Linked DNA regions of Zea mays: all the other regions are linked to region 2. A link is a contact called in public Hi-C data. All regions are on one chromosome and are shown on one strand. Each heading gives the region's core, a stretch centred on a gene start, on an enhancer-like site or on the middle of the called end of the contact. The rest is flanking DNA. Distances are from core to core; before and after follow the strand shown. Region 1 holds the start of LOC100283504 (KNOX1 domain containing protein). Region 2 has its middle 20 kb from the start of LOC100217270. Region 3 holds the start of LOC100501429. Region 4 holds the start of LOC100274409.

The links. A called contact is a pair of places that touch in the nucleus more often than the background predicts.
Region 1: a Hi-C map of ear shows a contact between it and region 2, with 5 times the contacts expected there. The contact joins the promoter of LOC100283504 here to the enhancer-like site in region 2. A contact is called at or near these places in 2 of 25 Hi-C or Micro-C datasets (ear and leaf).
Region 3: a contact with region 2 is called in a Hi-C map of ear, with 4 times the contacts expected there. The contact joins the promoter of LOC100501429 here to the enhancer-like site in region 2. A contact is called at or near these places in 7 of 25 Hi-C or Micro-C datasets (ear, leaf and tassel).
Region 4: a Hi-C map of tassel shows a contact between it and region 2, with 2.6 times the contacts expected there. The contact joins the promoter of LOC100274409 here to the enhancer-like site in region 2. A contact is called at or near these places in 5 of 25 Hi-C or Micro-C datasets (ear, leaf, root tip and 1 more).

The regions. Positions count from the first base shown.
Region 1 is chr1:278,132,767-278,137,206 of Zm-B73-REFERENCE-NAM-5.0, forward strand. It overlaps LOC100283504 (KNOX1 domain containing protein), which reads right to left and starts at 1,404. Exons shown (of 5, transcript NM_001156404.2): 1 at 844-1,404; 2 at 588-713; 3 at 269-425. The coding sequence starts at 1,134.
Region 2 is chr1:278,268,130-278,272,417 of Zm-B73-REFERENCE-NAM-5.0, forward strand. No RefSeq gene overlaps it. Among protein-coding and RNA genes, the nearest start is that of LOC100217270, 20 kb to the right of the region's middle. Within about 2 kb of position 1,647, at least 19 of the 20 cell types and tissues checked have an H3K27ac peak or open chromatin away from gene starts, as enhancers often do. A contact at or near this core is called in ear, leaf, root tip and 1 more, where this site is marked.
Region 3 is chr1:278,066,215-278,070,410 of Zm-B73-REFERENCE-NAM-5.0, forward strand. LOC100501429 reads left to right here and starts at 2,887. Exons shown (of 5, transcript XM_008667120.3): 1 at 2,887-3,175; 2 at 3,268-3,364; 3 at 3,559-3,647. The coding sequence starts at 3,029.
Region 4 is chr1:278,434,301-278,438,489 of Zm-B73-REFERENCE-NAM-5.0, forward strand. It overlaps LOC100274409, which reads left to right and starts at 2,551. Exons shown (of 1, transcript NM_001148768.1): 1 at 2,551-4,189. The coding sequence starts at 2,652. The coding sequence ends at 4,070.

The sequences.
Region 1 (4,440 bases), core at 154-2,653, 140 kb before region 2:
AGTATATACTTCGTGCTAGGAGCATTGCTTTGTTAGCAATATGAAAAAAGAACATTTTGTGCTTGTTGCTGCCTAGCTAGGCAACGACACTGACAGTGTATTCGCTTCCATGGAAAGAAAAGAAAATTCTGTTAATCTATGCTATCCGCTACTGTGGCGACTGGCGACTACTTCACCGATATGATGAGGTAGTAAAACTGATATAGACTTAACCGGTGAATGGTTGATGGATTATAGACCGTTAATGAGTAAGCTGAAGGTTAGTCACCTGCAGCTGCAGCTGAAGAGATGAAAGCTCCCATGGTTGGCCCGGTGTTGGTAATGGAGTTGAGCTGCGCCTCCACTGTCGTCAGGAACTCCTCCGCCTCCCGGAGCGGCCGGGTCAGCTCCTCCTTCCACGTCACAAGCAGCTCGCAGTAGGACTCCTGGTCACAACAAAAACTTTCACACATGACAAAGGCCAAACATGTGTTTAACCGAATAACACCAATAGATATGAGGCCATATATATGCGTGATCATCCCAGGGATGAGAGGCTGCAGGGTGTGTCATGTGCAAGCATGCATGTGTTTCGTACGGTACTCCACCATGAACTGGTCGAGCTCCGGGTCCGGCCTTGTGTGCGCGACGTCGCCCGCGGCTGCACGCTGCCACGCCTCGCGCTCCCGCGCCACCGCCGCGATCTCCTCGGCCGCTTCCGGCGGGCAGCCGACCTGAGTAAGGTGAGCACATGCGACAGGGATATATGAACACATGTAATCTAGGAAGGATAGCAGCAACAGGAACGAACACGTGCGCGCGCGCGCGCGCTAAAGTTGAAGGGTCGTCGATCGGCGCGCGTGCCTTGTGGCAGTCCAAGAAGGCGGCGAGCAGGCGGTGGTAGCTAGGGTGGGAGACGATCTTGGCCTTGACGGGGTCTAGATCAGCAGCGCGGCCGCCATGGCCAGCGACGCTAGACGCATGCATCATTGGTGCAACACCTTGACCTCGGGCTTCACGGCCGGTAGCAGCTGAGCTTGGGACGGTGTAGACTTGCACCGAGACCTTGGAAGAGGACGCCAATGATGGCGCCGCGGGCCGCCAGGCAGCAGCACCCGGGTGGCCGTGGCCTCCAAGATCCGAGAGATCCTCCATCGCCAGTAATTAGTAGCTATAGATTTCGTGATCCGAGTAACGAAGACGGGAGAGGAGAAGAAAAGGACCAGTAGCTAGCTAGGGCTAAGCACGAGAGATTTGTTTGCTTCGGCTTTGAGATCTTTTTGCAGTACTACAGTACAGTATAGTAAAGTGGAATTTCGGGATAAATAAAAGGAGAGGAACAGGAAGAGTGGAGACGAAAAGGAGGTCCACACCGTGGCTGTGAGATTCGACTGGCTGTGGCACAGAGATGAGATGAGATCGCATAGAGCTAGAGAGAAGTATAGGGTAGGGGGGTGAAGTAGGAAAAGAAAGGAGAGGCGAGGTCTGGTGGCCGTCATGTCCGACGTCAAATCGGGCAAAAAGCCGGAGAGAGACTAGCGTGAGTTTCACCGGCTAGTGCTTCAGGCTTCACTGCTTCCATGGCGAAATGTGTACTGCCTTGCGCGTGCTGTCGACCTGGAGCACCAGTGGGTGTGATTGCTACGTTTTGGACGTGCTGACAGCGCAACGGCCAGTTTGCACCTTCAAAATGATTATTTGCCGCACAGACGCAGGTCTTTTTCTACTCCATCTCTAGTAGGCAACTATAATTAACATTATTTATATCTCCTAGTATATTTGTTAAAGAAATACAGTGCATAAAAATATTGATTTACTCCCCCCCTCTCTTTTTATCTAGCATTCTTATTTTCCGACATATGCATTTAACTTTAATGTATGTAAAAGAAAACATTTTATATTTATATTATATAATAGATAGATCAATGAATCTATATTTATAATGATTTATTTGGAGAATAAATATTACTAATTTTTTTAATAAACTTAGTCAAAATTAGAAGATGAATTCTATGCCGATATTTAAATAAGGCCAGAGGGATTACGTATTATAAATTGTATACATATATTTAAAAATAATAATTTAACTCCTTAGAAAAGTAGAAATATAATTATTTTGGAATCAAGAAAGTACATGTTTTATTGTTTTGAAGGATGTAAAAGTCGTCGTCGTGGCGCCAAGTGACGTGACAGAGACTTTATCGAGTGTTTGATGGTCTGACACTTGGTAAAGAAGGCTCCAGTGGGCCTCTTTGCAAGTCCCTTTGTCGAGAGCTGCAAAAAGCACTCGGCAAATAAGCCCCCTTTGTCGAGTGTCTGTTGGACTGACACTCGGCAAAGAAGGCTCTAGTAGGTCTCTTTTTCAATCCCTTTGCCGAGTGCTTGTGGAGGCACTCTGTAAAGAGAGCTTCTTTGCTGAGTGTCAACAATATAGCACTTAGCAGAGAAGTTTTACTGGTTTCTAGGTGTGCCTTCTTTGTCGAGTGTTATGGTCATGACACTCAACAAAAAAAAAACTCTTTGCCGAGCGTACCACTCGGCAAAGTGACCAGAAAACCTCTTTTTTATTTATTTTTATTATTCCATCCAAACAAACAAAAGATATGTATCATTGACATCACATATATCACAGAATCAATACATGTATCAACAACACCATATATCTCATAAATATCACCACATCAAACAAGTTTCACAAACATACGTCTCACCAAGTGTCTCACAACATCAAGTATTACAACATCAACAAGTTTAACGAACACACATATCACCAACACTAACAAACATAAGTCTCAATCATCACTAAGAGATCATCAACGAGGTGGTCGGCTGGACTGGTTCGACGAAGTGTTGGGTGAAGCGTGAGGGTTGTCCAATGCCACCGATTGTCTCTGCCCAAAGAAGAGATTGCATGTGTGAGACCAGATGAATATATATCACGCGGGACTAAAATTTTGATACTCACAGGAGTATGGAACTGAGCAAGGTCAGTTGTAGGGAACAACGGAGGTGGTAGAGCAAGACCCTGTGCGGCGCCAAGGCTCTGCATGTACTGTAACATCTTCGCAATCCTCTACTGATCCGCAAGTGAGTCTCCCGCTCTGCCCTCATCCTCGCCTCAATCTCCATATGTTTCCTACTCCCTTCTTCTAGCCAGACATGTAATATTTCACCCTAATGTTATAATAATGCAAAGAGAAGGTATATATAACTCAATGAATGACGAGGCATAGAAGCACTAACATGGAGTTCCTGGATGCGATGGTGTGAGCTATCCTATCGAGGTCGTATGGCTAGGCTCACGCTCATCCTCCTTGCTCGCACCTGAGACAGAGTGGGAGTGGAGGACGAGTCGATCGCCTCGTCCGCAATCCAATACCACCCATGCATCTTTCCTCCTCCGACCCTCTTCAGGATATCTCCATCGATGTCCTCGGTCCTCGGATCATAATCTGGCCCACGGACCTCCTTTGCCATGGCAGTGTACTCAATGAGGTGATTGTGGATGGCGGGGTTGTTGTACGCCTCGAGCCCATCCTTCGGGTTGTAGGTGACGTCGGATGTCGCCTTGCCCTTGTGGGCCATTGCATATGCCGAGAAAGTGGAGCAAGGCTGGCAACCTTGTACCATCGACTGCGAGAAAACTAACGAGATGGTTAGAAATCATGCGTAATCGAAAGTTGGACTTGATAGTCGCCAAGAAGGGGGTGATTAGTGAAATCTGAAAATTATAAACTTTGAACACGCACTATGTTCGGGGTTAGCGTTAGAATTAAATTGGAGTGCGGAAGATAGTTCTCCTTGCTTAGAGTTGCTCAATCAATGTGGGTAACTTTGGGAGCCAACTCAAATCAATGTGAGCAAGGGAACTTTTAGAGAGAGGAAAGAGGGGAAACAAATCAAGTGAAAATCAACAAGTGAGCACGGTGATTTGTTTACCGAGGTTCGGTTCTAAAGAACCTAGTCCTCGTTGAGGAGGCCGCAAAGACCGGGTCTATTCTAACCCTTTCCCTCTCTTAATCGGTCACACAGACCGGTCGAGGCTTCTCCTTAATCACTTGGGTCACTGAGACCCGCAAGGATCACCACACACTTAGGTGTATCTTTCTAGCTTTACAAAGCATTTAGAGAATAAGAATGAGAAGGAGAAAGCAATCCAAGCAACAAGAGCAACAAAAGAACACAAATGATCCTCTTACAAGTCTCTAAGCAATAGAGTCGATTTTGGAGCCTGGAGTGGATTGAATGCTTTGATTGTGTATTTGGAGTGTTTGCCTTTGCACTTGCAATGAATGTGAAGTTCAAAAAACTTAGATGACTTGAATGGAGGTGGTTGGAGGGTATTTATAGCCCCAACCACTATTCAAGTCGTTGTTGTCGATGGCACACCGGACAGTCCGATGGTGCACCGGACAGGATACTGTTCACTGTCTGGTGCCTGCCATGTCAGCAGACCGTTGG
Region 2 (4,288 bases), core at 397-2,896:
TACAGTTGATAGATATACTGCCTACGTTCTCTCTCATGCTACACGTTATGAGCCACGTGGTTATACCAATCAAGAAAACCATCCCTCGTTTCTACCTTTCTTGATTTGTGACGGGCTAGGGCTATATTATGCGCATACGGGATTTGCTGCAAGTTTGGTCACGCAATTCGCTTAGGTGTAATGAGGGCCAGGCTGGAGTTGCATTGGGCTGAAATGAACCACCATTCGGCCCGGCTCGACCCAGCCTCAGCATTTAGAGACTCTCTAAAGTTGAAGTTTGGCAAATGCTTGGGGGCCTGCTACATCGGCCTAGCCCGCCCTGCGACGGGCAAGCACCTGGGCCAGGAATAGAAGCGCCTATACCATCTGGGCTGCAAGAAAAGGGACAGTTGATCACTTTGGTGGTATTGGCCCAATTCAACATGGCGACATAGCAGGTGTCCGAACTGTCGGCTCCAGTCGCATTCAGGCAAAAGCTCGGGGTGGGCGGGTGGCCAAGTCGGCATACCCATCCACCCATCGCAAACAGAGTTGCCATGCTAACCCCATGCCGGCCCCATACAGTGCCTAGCGCTCGCATTAAGCCCGCAGGTCAGCCGACCCAGTCTTCCGATCGATGGGGGCGTTCATCGGTGATCGGTACATGTAGAGAGGCCTGCTGCTGGCCGGCGGGTCGGTGGCCTCTAGCGCGTGTCCAACTCGTTGCATACATGCATGGGCAGCATGGAGGCCATGCGTGCATGCATGCATCTCCTCTCCCTGTTGGACCCAGGTGGCGCACATTTACGCGTAGCAGCATGCATGTCTCGACAACGACGACGACGACGCCGTCGCCGGCGGCAGGCAGACGTGTGACGGGTTCGGGAGCGTCGTATAAGGTCGGTTCGCCACTGCTGCTTGTCCGCACTCGATCGACCGAGAGAAGTGGTGTGGTGTGGTGTGGCGGCGACCAACCTCTCCCCTCCCTCCTCGTCAAAGCAGATCGAGGGCGACGACCAACAAGCAACGCGAAATTAACCTGTGTGTGTGCGCGCGCGCGATCGAGCGCCGTGCCTAAAGCGCGCTCCACGGATGGGTGCGCCCGGAGCTAGCGGAGAACGACGTGCATCCGAAAGAGAGAGAGACCGCACGACATGGGGGGCCACGCAAAGTCCTCGGCTTGCGGCGGCCGGTCGGCCGTCCCCTGCCCCAGTGTCCCGGCCCGGCCGAGCCGCCGACCACGCACGCGGCGCGCGAGGGGAAGGAAACCGATAGGTCGGACCGGGCGGCCGGAGTGCCGGGCGGTAGATTTGGCGATCGTCGCATCAGTACGTCACATGGAGGCTGCGCTCGCTGTCGCTGGTCGTTACGTACTCGTCACCGTCCCGTCCCGTCCCGTCGCGTCGAGCCGAGCGCTGTGCCAAGCCAATGCAAGTCGCGGCCAGGATACTCCTACTACTGTGCCAAGCCAATGCGAAGTGCGGCCGACGGCCCCCCGGATGCGTGGCAAGGCAGCACGTGCTTGTCCGGCGCCGTGCCCTCTGAGTTCTGACCGCGGCGTGTGTGCCTGTACGTCCGAGGGCAAGCATGCAGGGACAGTCTGCCGAATCAAGGCTGACCACCACTGGGGCGGGCGATCCTCTTGGGGAATCCCGGAAGATCTCGGACGGGCCGTGCGTAACGGCGTACACACGCTGTCCACAGGGCCGCCGGCAGGGCGGGGCCGCCTGCGGCTACGCTGTCTGCCGTGCTGTCGCCGCTGCATGGAAGATAAAGACACGCTCCTCAGATTTTTCTGTGCAAAAAGGATGACGACGAGGAGCAGCAGTAGATTTTTTTTTTAACATAGTATGTGTCTAGTGTCTAGGTAGGTGGCTTTTTTATCCAAATATGTATTTAGGTTAACTCCTTTCGCATATACTATCTCCCTTCTCGAATATTTATCGATCACTAATTCATTTTTAAACTAAAATACGATAAATAAAAAACAGAGGACGTAGTTAATAGAATTTTAATAGGTTACATTATAGATTAATTTTGTAACAAGCGAGATATCAGTTTAGGAGTCCTGGTTATACGATTTTGTTATATAAAGGGTTGGATTCTGTGTATAAACACAAAGATGTTGGTGCCATAAAAGGGGCAACGCTAGCTTTGGGGCATCTCTAGTTTTGACATGGTAATCAAAGCCGCTAATTAGACTTAAAAATACAGTCGCCACAATTCCATGCGTATCTCCCCCATCCACAAATTTTTGCAGCCAATTATATCATTGCCGAGAAGCTCAAGCAATACGAACAATAGCCGATAGAAGGCATAGGTTTTGGCCATGGCGCAATGACCATTCCTACAAGGCCATCTCATCAAAACATCACCAACGCCACAAGCTATGCTAAAACGATACAACAGGATGATAAGAAAGTCATCAACGCTAACTCTGCCCATGAAAAGTAGAATGCAATATATCAACAAGTGCTTACATACCTTCTCTCATCCATGACAAAGGATGTCATGACAAAACATGGACACGGCATGGCGCCCCCCTGAAAGGGAAATGTGCCTTTGGGCCATTTCTAAGTATTTTGGTGATTGAGTGCAAACACAAGTGCTTAAATGTGAAAATGTGCCCATGGTTGAACAAAGTGCAAATCACAAGTAAAGGTATGTTTCTAAGCCTTAGTACATTGGTTTTGTGTACTAATATCTTGTCTAAGTGTTAGAAACAGGAAGAAGCAGAAAAGAAAAGAAGTGGAAGAGTGGCTGTGTACAGCCAAAGGCTGTTTCGGGCTGGGGCACCGGACTGTCCGGTGTGCACCGGACAGTGTCCGGTGCGCCAGACCAGCGCGGGGCAAACCAGCCGCTCTCGGGTTTTTCTCCGGCGACTTCGGCTAAAATTCACCGGACTGTCCGGTGTGCACCGGACTGTCCGGTGAGCCAACGGTCGGCCGGGCCAACGGTCGGCCGCGCGATCGGCGCGTGACACGTGGCCGAGCCAACGGTCGGAAGGAAGCACCGGACTGTCCGGTGTGCACCGGACTGTCCGGTGCGCCAGATCTGCAACGGTCGGCAACGGTCGGCTTCGCTTTTTATGGAAACAAATCGGGCACCGGACAGTGTCCGGTGTGCACCGGACTGTCCGGTGCGCCCGACGACAGAAGGCAAGGATAGCCTTCCAGATGTGTTCTCAACGGCTCCTAGCTGCCTTGGGGCTATAAAAGGGACCCCTAGGCGCATGGAGGAGTACACCAAGCATTCCTTGAACACTCTTGATCACTCACACATCAATCTTGCGCACTTGTTCGACATTCTAGTGATTTGAGCTCCGTTCTAGTGTGCTAGTCTCTTGAGCTCAAGTCTGGGTCTTGTGTGTGCGTATTCGCTGTGATCTTTGTGTTGTGTGTGAGTTGCTAATCCCTCCTTTGCTCTGTGATTCTCTGTGAACATCTTTTGTAAGGGCGAGAGGCTCCAAGTTGTGGAGATTCCTCGCAAACGGGATTGAGAAAAGAAAAGCAAGAACACCGTGGTATTCAAGTTGATCATTGGATCACTTGAGAGGAGTTGAGTGCAACTCTCGTCCGTTGGGACGCCACAACGTGGAGTAGGCAAGTTTTGTACTTGGCCGAACCACGGGATAACCACTGTGTCATCTCTGTGATTGATTTCTTGTGGTTATTGTGTTTTGACTCCTCTCTAGCCACTTGGCCATAATTGTGCTAACACTTAATAAGTTTTTGTGGCTTAAGTTTTGAAGTTTTACAGGATCACCTATTCACCCCCCCTCTAGGTGCTCTATTTTGAAAAGCTAAAATTTGCAAGGGATGCCTACACGGTTGGTAGACACCCTTCAATTAAGGATGGACTTGGCTTCAAGAAGGAAGCCAAGAACTTAACAAGCCATAAGGCTCCCATTCCCGCCAAGGAGAAAGGGAAGGCCCCTATGGCTACTAGTGCTAAAAGGAACCATGCCTTTTTGTATCATGATAGAAGACATACTAGAAATGCAAATAGAAGTTATGATGCTTTTGATTCATATGTTTATGATTCTCATGCCGTGTTTGCTCCTAGTTCTTCTTATGTGTATGATAGAATTGTTACTAGGAAAAATGTTGTTCCTAAAAAGAATGTTATTCATGCTCCTAGGAAAGTAGAAAATGAACCTTCTACCATTTATTATACTTGCAATGCTCCCTTTGCTATTTGTAGAAAGGGCAAGAAGGTAATTGCTAGGAAGTTAGGGGCAAGATGCAAGGGAGATAAAACTTGCATTTGGGTCCCTAAGAATATATGTGCTAACCTTGTAGGACCCAAC
Region 3 (4,196 bases), core at 1,637-4,136, 200 kb before region 2:
AGAGAACTACTGAAGTTGCTCTTAGTTGGAGGTGTTTGAAGATCTAAAACTAATTTTAATTGCTAACTATTAGTTTTAGAGGTTCCAAACAAGACCCATAGAACAAACATAGGAGATTGAAAATTTTCTCGCGTTTCAAAGGGACCTAATGTTTAGGTGATACTATGCACTACAAATTAGAGCATTCCACCAATTATAACGACCGTGAGAAGACTTGATAGTTAGCAAACATCCTATATGTAGTATTTACGACCATCTTTGAACTTGCATTGGCAAGGGATATCATTCTAGTCCCTAACTTAAAGTGCTATTTTGGGGTCACTAAACTTAGCTGTCATTGTTATCTGGATCTCTAATTTATCAATTGCCATTTTCTAGTATCTAAACTTAACTCGCTGTGGTTTTTTAAGGGTGCGAAAAATGAGAGATAAAGTGACAAAACATGTGCAATACGCTATATATACATGGTGCTACTATGAAATGCTCCATCCGTTCCAATTTATAATTTGTTTGACTTTTTTACCATGAATTTGACCGACTTGTCTTACTTAAATTTTTTTATAGTTATTATTAAATTTTACTGTAATATCATTTAATATATAATAGTATACTTTAAGTATGACTTTAAAAATTTTATATTTTTTAAAAAATGGATAAGACGAGGCAAAAAAATTGGTGTAAAAAAGTCAAACGAATTATAAAATTAGACGGAGAGAGTACAATTTTTTTCATGTACCAGAGGGACCCTAAGTCCCACCTTGTGTCACACATCTACCCTTTTATCCTTACTATCCCCTCTCCTCTCCTGGTCTTTGTCTTCGTATTATCATTGCCATTCTTCTTGCTTAATCACATTGTCCCTAGCTATCCTCATCTTGGTTATATCGTCATTGGTATGGAGAGATTGATGGCCCAAGTGCCACAACATGCACCTAAGTTGGCTCTATAAGAAAAATGGATCGTGGCCTATTTAAAGTATTGTTTTGGTGTTTCATGCTCAACATAACCATTTGGACTAGCATTATTTGCTATGCTTTGAGGTATAGTTCAAATGATGCATAATTATACATGAACTAAGGCAAAAGGTTGATCTAGATGATCAACACCCCAAGCAACACATTAACAAGAGATGTTGAAGACCGATAGATAATGGCTTGCTGCATGAGCATTTTAATAAGTCAAACTTTTAACAATATATTGTGTTTAGTTATGATTGACCCAAGTAGAAACCACATGATCAATATATGGGTTTTTTGAGCCACTCGTAACCATGGGCATGACTGGTATATAATTTTCACACTTTATAGCGAGAGTCATGAATTACCTTATGATAGGCTTAAATACTCTCATTATACACTTCCAAGGTGTATGTTAGGTTTAACTATTTAGTTTTTCAGAAATTTATCTAGTAAATTGCTAGCTTATACGAACACCTTTCAAATGCCACAATACCCTTTATTCAAAACATATCACCTCCTAGCTATACACATAAGCTAGATGTTGTACTATTCATCCACTAGAATATTAGACAAGGTCTCTATACTTGACTAAACCCAGAGCTATAATAAGCACTCGGCTTCACTATAAGTCCCAAATTTTGCTTACAGATGAGTCGTTGGAGAGAGGAATTTAGAGCATCATAAGAAAAGACATGCTCTAGTCTCTGATTCTGTGCGTCTAAAAATCACCTTTTACATCTGTGCACTAAACCATTAATCAGGTATAGATCAAGTATAATTAAATTAAGCACTAGCCAAACTACCCTTATGCAATAATAAGCCATATGTATCAAGGAAGAAGGTAGTAAGACTAGGAAATCCTTAATGCATTTGAAATTTAGGACACATGCAACATGAATTATTAATGAATTTATTGTGTATAGGTACAAAGAAATCCCATCCTACACTGGTGAAATTATTGTGTATTGATCAAGCAATTAAAATTACATGAGAAAGAAAATACAGAAGATATGGAGGAAGACAATAATAATGAGCAATAATATTGTATCACTTTTTTATGAACTATGTAATTTTTATTTTTTATGTTTATTTTTTATCGAATTATGTATTTTTTCTTAATTATGTGATTAGATGATTTTTTCTAAATAAAATACCATGTTTCATTTTACATAACAATCTTTAAAATAAAAATTGAGATGACTTTAGGTTAACAATAAAGACTGTACATTTTAATAAATGAAGACCGACGATGATCGATAGTGTGGATGATAGTGACGTTTCAGATGGTAAAACAATAGCCAGGTGTATTGGATCCAGCCTAAGGCCTTGTTCGTTTCCGTCGGATTGCACCCGGAATCGTTCCAGCTAATCAAAATTTATATAAATTAGAGAAGCAATCCGGTCAGGAATCGTTCCGATCCACCAATCCGGCAGAAACGAACAAGGCCTAAGGGTTGTTCGGTTGCTCAGGAATGATGGCTTGGAACTATTCGTGACTGGATTGTTTACCTATTTTATATAAGATTTTATCCGGTGGAATAATTCTAGGTCCAATTCTGGACAACCGAACAGGCCCAAGCCGAGTTCATTTTTTTGGTCTGTCTTGGGTCAGATAGCGATAATATATGAACATATCGTATCACTCGTTACTTTATTTATTACATAGCTATTTTAATGGCGGGGCGGACGGTGAACTGGTGATATTGTTATATGGCTGTCATTTTTCCCCTACAAATCGTAGGTCAAGTGTCCAGAGATGAGAGATCAGTTACCTTCGCGATAGCTAAAGAAAGCAGAATGAATTTCTTCCTTTCGCAATGTATCCATGGCAACAAGTTTGGGCTAGATCTGAGACGAGACATTTGGTTTGGCCCGGTAAGTTAACTTTTCGGCCTAACTCAATCGACACCATTGTCCAAGCTAAAAGGCCCAACTTAATAGGCTGCCACTTGCCAGTAGAACCGTTTGCCTCTCGCCTGCATCCTAGTCCGGCGGCCGCACCCGGGCAGCTCCGGCGGTTCCCCGCCGCCGTCCTCCGTCTATCCCCGACTGCGCTAGAGCTCCGTCTCATGGGGGCGTCCGAATCTCTCCTATCTAGGCAGCAGCTTCAGCAGCCGCGGCCTCAGTGGGCGGATGAGATCACGACGGTGTCCGAGGGCCGGCGCGACGACGCCGACGCCGATCCCCTCGTCCGCCGTATCCGGTCTCTCACCATAGTAAGTCCTGAACTCTCGTCTCCTGATATCTCACTATAGTAAGGCCTGATATTAACGCTTCTGACTGGTGTTACGATGTTGAGGATTTGTAGGCTCCTCCGCTATTGAGCTCCCAATCTGAAGCGGAAGCAGAGAGCAGCCTCACGGATATCCTCGTCGGGAAGCCCTCTAACTCCTCAGCCACCTCTGGTGAGTGGCTGCCAGCCAGGACGCTATTTTGGTTAGTTTGTATGTTACTGTGCAGGCGAGATTTTACATAGTAGTGTTTGGGTATATAATTGACTAATTGGAAGCACGCTGTACTCGAAATAATTTGCATCAAGCATTGTTGCATTTCCATTATTGTTGTTGAAGCTTACAATGTCACGCTAATTTATTTGTAGGAAATCTGAACCCAAATGTCCTAGCTGAGCTTTTCGCCATGTACCGCGAATGGCAAGAAGAGAATGCCAAGAAAATTAGCCGAAAACAGGTAGGTGGGAATTGTTGTAAGAGTTCTCTCTTTCAGTTATTGCTTATTGAGGGGACTCAATCAGGATATGGCATTGTGGTTCGAGTCACTAGTTTAAGCCCTACAGTATGCTATCATATTGTTGTCAATATAAAGCACATCGCTTCATTTGTTTGCAGTTATTCTCTGTTGATATTTGACCTTGACAGCAAGGCGAATAATATAAATAAATCAGAGTCTCAGTTACCAAAGGCCTTTTGTTCTATGTGTTCTGTGCAACTGTGTTGCTTGTTATGTTTGTCATCATATAGACACGATACAAAATAAAAAGACAGACCCAGTACTGGAGCCTCTCATATAAGGCGTCTGGTGATAGGGTAAAGTGGTAAACTGAGGCAACCCTTCCCTCCACAAATGTGGAGAAGCTGCTTAGAAACCTGACCTGGTGACACAGTTCTCCCCGTTGCACTAGGCAGGCCTTCGTCACCATATAAACATGATCTTGTGAATTAATGTGAAACTGGTTTTTAGGCTGTTTCCAACCTGTGACCTGATGACTTAGTGAGACAG
Region 4 (4,189 bases), core at 1,301-3,800, 170 kb after region 2:
ACATAAATCAAGCAGCGCTACTACTAAGAACACCATTATATCTTTCGGAAGGTCACTCCTATGCCACGATAGTTGCATGCACACTTCGCTGCAAGTCAAAACCCTTCTTGTTCGCTGCGACTAGATTAAAGTCATTCAGACTACTACAGTTGTAATCCATAGAGATAAAATACTGTAGAAAAAGAAGAAGCCGATGGATTAAATCCGCAACGAACATGCAAGAACTTTCTCAGCGACTTCATGAGAAATGAATTATATAAACCCATAACATGATACTCTATTATGAAGTTGCAAACTTATATGGTAAAATAAAACATGTATCATTTAGCAACCTGTCCTCAATCAATTGAATCAGAATGTCCTTCCAACCCCAAATTCTTAATTATTATTAAGTTTTATGATGTGCTCTTACAATGTTACAATTGTACTCATGCATGGTGTTACCTTTTCATGTTTGTCGAGATGACTCGAAACTCATTGTTCCTGAACTGTTAGTTAAGAACATAAGTTAAAAACCATCTCATAAGTTTAAAACCATCTCATAAGAACACATAGCCAAAAAGCTTCATATGGCCACAAAGCTTAGTAATTATAATTCAGCTTCCATTTGGTCGCATATAGCTTGCTTCGCACTGCAATTTTGGGGTTTTAATAACTTGGTTATCTGACACATCCTTTTTAACACAATCAAGTTTGATTCCTACCACAATCGGTTTGAACTATAGCAATTTTACAGGAGCACTACCAGTTTAAGAACATCATTGGCCCAAGAGAAATGGAATCAACTTGATCTTTTTTTCTTATGTAAAATCAATCCAAAAGCAATACCAATTAATACTTATGCAATCTTAAAATCTAAAAATGATTTAACAAATTCTAGTGCAGTACGACATTTTTTCCTTTAATGGATTCCTTCGCTTGTAAACAACACATATTCATCAGTGAATAAGGCATCAGGAGAGGAGTAATAGACATTCCAAATGGGCATCACCACTAAGAGAGTCGAAACAAAACGAGAGGGCAATCCATGCTTTAGTAATTAGTCAATTATCATTGTCTCACTCTTACCTTTGTCTCACCAGCTGTTCTTTCGTCTCACGGAGTCGTTTCCTCATGACAGCCTCCTCATCAAGTACTGAAAAAACAGGAAAAAATCAAATCAAAATTAGCACGGTCTACCCCAATACTATTACAACTGTTTAATCCCTGAAGCATAATAAGAACAGTAAGGAAGCAAATAAGGAATAGGAATAGAGGGAGGGGAGCCATGGGGAGAGACATCCATCACGAGAGTACAAACATGCGCTTCTTTTATAACACATTTTTTTTCTACTCTTTTTTTCTGTAAAAATAAACTATTTTTTAAAAAATGCATATATATATTTTAATTTATGTGTTTCCTTAGTTTTCATATTTTTTCGAAAGTACAAGCAAACACGTTAATCAAACGCAACGTAGTTAGATATTTTCAAACGTTTAACTAAATATCTCTCTGAACCGGTGTATAGAGTGTATGGTCCTGCCCATGCTCTCCAACATTGTGCTCCATCTTCTCCCCTCATGTCTAGTGACCTCCCTCCTTGCTCTATATATGGAGTGATTTCCCTCTCCCCCATTCTTTAATTAGTTTGTTTCTCTTATATTATGGTAGTACAAATAGTTCATAATTTTGTAAAACTAAAAAACTGATAAGAAAATGTTAAATAACTGAATTATAATATATAAAAGAGCTGTATAGCGTGAATGATTGAAATGTCTTGTATATGTGGAGAGTATCTATGATGTAGTAAAATATAGTAGAAACTACATTTAGGGCCCCTTTGGTAGGGCTTATTTTTCAGCTTCGGCTCTGGCTCATGCAAAAGTTGTGCCAAACACCTCTTTTTCAAATGGCTTCACCAGTGAAGTGCTTTTCCAAAATGAACTAGAGGGCATGAGCCAAAAAAGTGGCTCACCCGGCTTCAGCTCACGTCATTTTTGCACAATAGCCCTTCCACCAGTCCAAAATATTTTTTTTTGGGTCCTGCCCTCAATCCTTAGCCACGTACAGGAGAGATAAACTATACAAGGGTCTTTCTGAAAAACAACCTATAAGCCGTTTTGCCAAATAATTTTTCAGAATGGCTTTGGCTCATCTAAAGAAGTGGTTTCACCTCGTGAGCCAGAGCCAAAACCGTTTTTAGAGAAGCCAGAGCCCTGCCAAAGAGACCCTTACATGGCCTTACGCATGGCAATTGCACCGTCTGAACGGAGAACGCGAGAACGCGAGTGTAGATTCGCACGTGAAAATACACAAAACGGCATCGGCAGCCTGCCAGTGTGGGCCTTCGCTCCGCGGATCGGCAGTTGCCAAAAATTTGGGAGTGGAAACGAAAAACCCGCCCGCTCGCCTCTCCCGCTCGGAGGTGGCTAAAAATTCGCGAGGGGTGTTTAAAAAATAAACGGGAGGGAAGCCCAAAAGACGCCGCGGCCGGGCGGATACCAAAAATTTCGCTGCCGCCTTCTCGTCTTCCTTAAAACCGCTGCTCTTCAACATCAATTTCGCCGCCGCGGCATCGCGCCTGATTGTTCTACTACCCCGCCGCGCCTTGGCATTGCGCCTGAATCCTGATTCGATTTTCTGCTACCCCGTCGCGCCACCGCATCTCGCCATGGTGTCCTCCTGCATCGTCCGCCGCAAGCGCTCCCGGTCGCCGACACACTGTTTCGACTCCGGGAGCCGCACGCGCCCACGCCCCTCGCCGTCCTCCCCCGACGTCGGCCGCAAGCGTTCCCGGTCGCCGCCGCACTGTTCTGACCGCGAGGGCCGCAAGTGCACGCGCCCCTCAGCGTCCCCCTACGGCGGCCCCAACCGCTCCCTGTCTACATCGTGCGGTTTCGACTCCGCGCGGTTTGAGCGCGCGCGCCTGACGACGGGAGATGGCAAAGTCGCGGCGGTGGCATCGCTCTCCGACGATATGCTCCTGGAGGTCTTCAAGCGGCTGCCGCCCCCGCGCGACGTCATCCGCTGCGCCGCGGTGTGCCGCCGCTGGCGCCGCGTCATCTCCGGCGCTGGAGCGGCATGTCTTCCCAGGCCGCCTAGCCATTTCGGTTTCTTCCGCAACTACGGTCCATCGCCGCTGCCCCCGTTCGTGCGCACCGCGGGCCTCTCCCTTGACATCAGTTTCCTCCCGGTGCCGCCCGCGTGCGGCGCGGTCCTCGTCGACTCCCGCAACGGCCGACTACTCTTGCGGGAACTCGGCCCTGGCTACCCTCGCGAACTCAGGCTCCTCGTCTGCAGCCCGCTGGAGAAGGCGTACGTTCGGGTGCCGCCTCTGTGCATAGCGGAGCACATGGTGGCGTGTAGCGTGCTCGTCCCGGGGGAAGGCGATGCATTCCGCGTGGTGGTTGTCCTCTTCGGCAACGACCCGAAACACTTCAGTGTTCTCGTCTACTTTTCGATATCTTCCGCTTGGGAGTCTGCCACTGGGCCGGTTCATCGGAATCTGGTCCCTCGTCAAGGCCCATCAGTCGTCGTCGGAGATGTCATGTACAAGCTGCAGAGCGAAGAGAAGTACATCATGGTTGTCGACGCGGTCCAGATGACTCTGTCGGCGGTGCCCCTTCCTGATGCCAGAACGCTCCTCTACGCTGGTAACCACTGGATTGGCAGGACACCGGACGGCCGGCTTTGTTTCTTCGTGATCAGGGAGCAGCTTACTCTCGCCACCTGGGTTCTCCAAGCACCTGGGAAGTGGGTGGAGCAGCAACCCGTGGACCTGCGCACGCTGATGCACCCGGCGTTTATGGGTGATCTCGCCCACATGAAGCTCTCGGCGAAGATGTCGGACCAGCTCCGTGGCTTCAAACTTGTGAGCTTCGCAGCGTTCTGTGAGGGTACATGCACGCTGTTCTTTGTCATGGCAGATTGGGTTGTGATGCTCGACCCTAGGACGAGGAGACTGCTGAGGCTGTGGCGCAACAGTGATGAGTCGCGGCCATTGGGTGATGTATACCCGTGTGAGATGCTGCAGTGGCCGCCAGTGCTTAAGAACTTTGGCGGGTCTGAATCAGATGAGGCGGGTATTTAAAATACGACTTGGCGGCGTAGTGTTTGTGGTGATTTGACTAGAAAAGTTGTGTGCCACGCTATATGGCCGCTTATTGTCATGAATCCATGTATGTGAACTGAATTCAATTGGGAAAACAC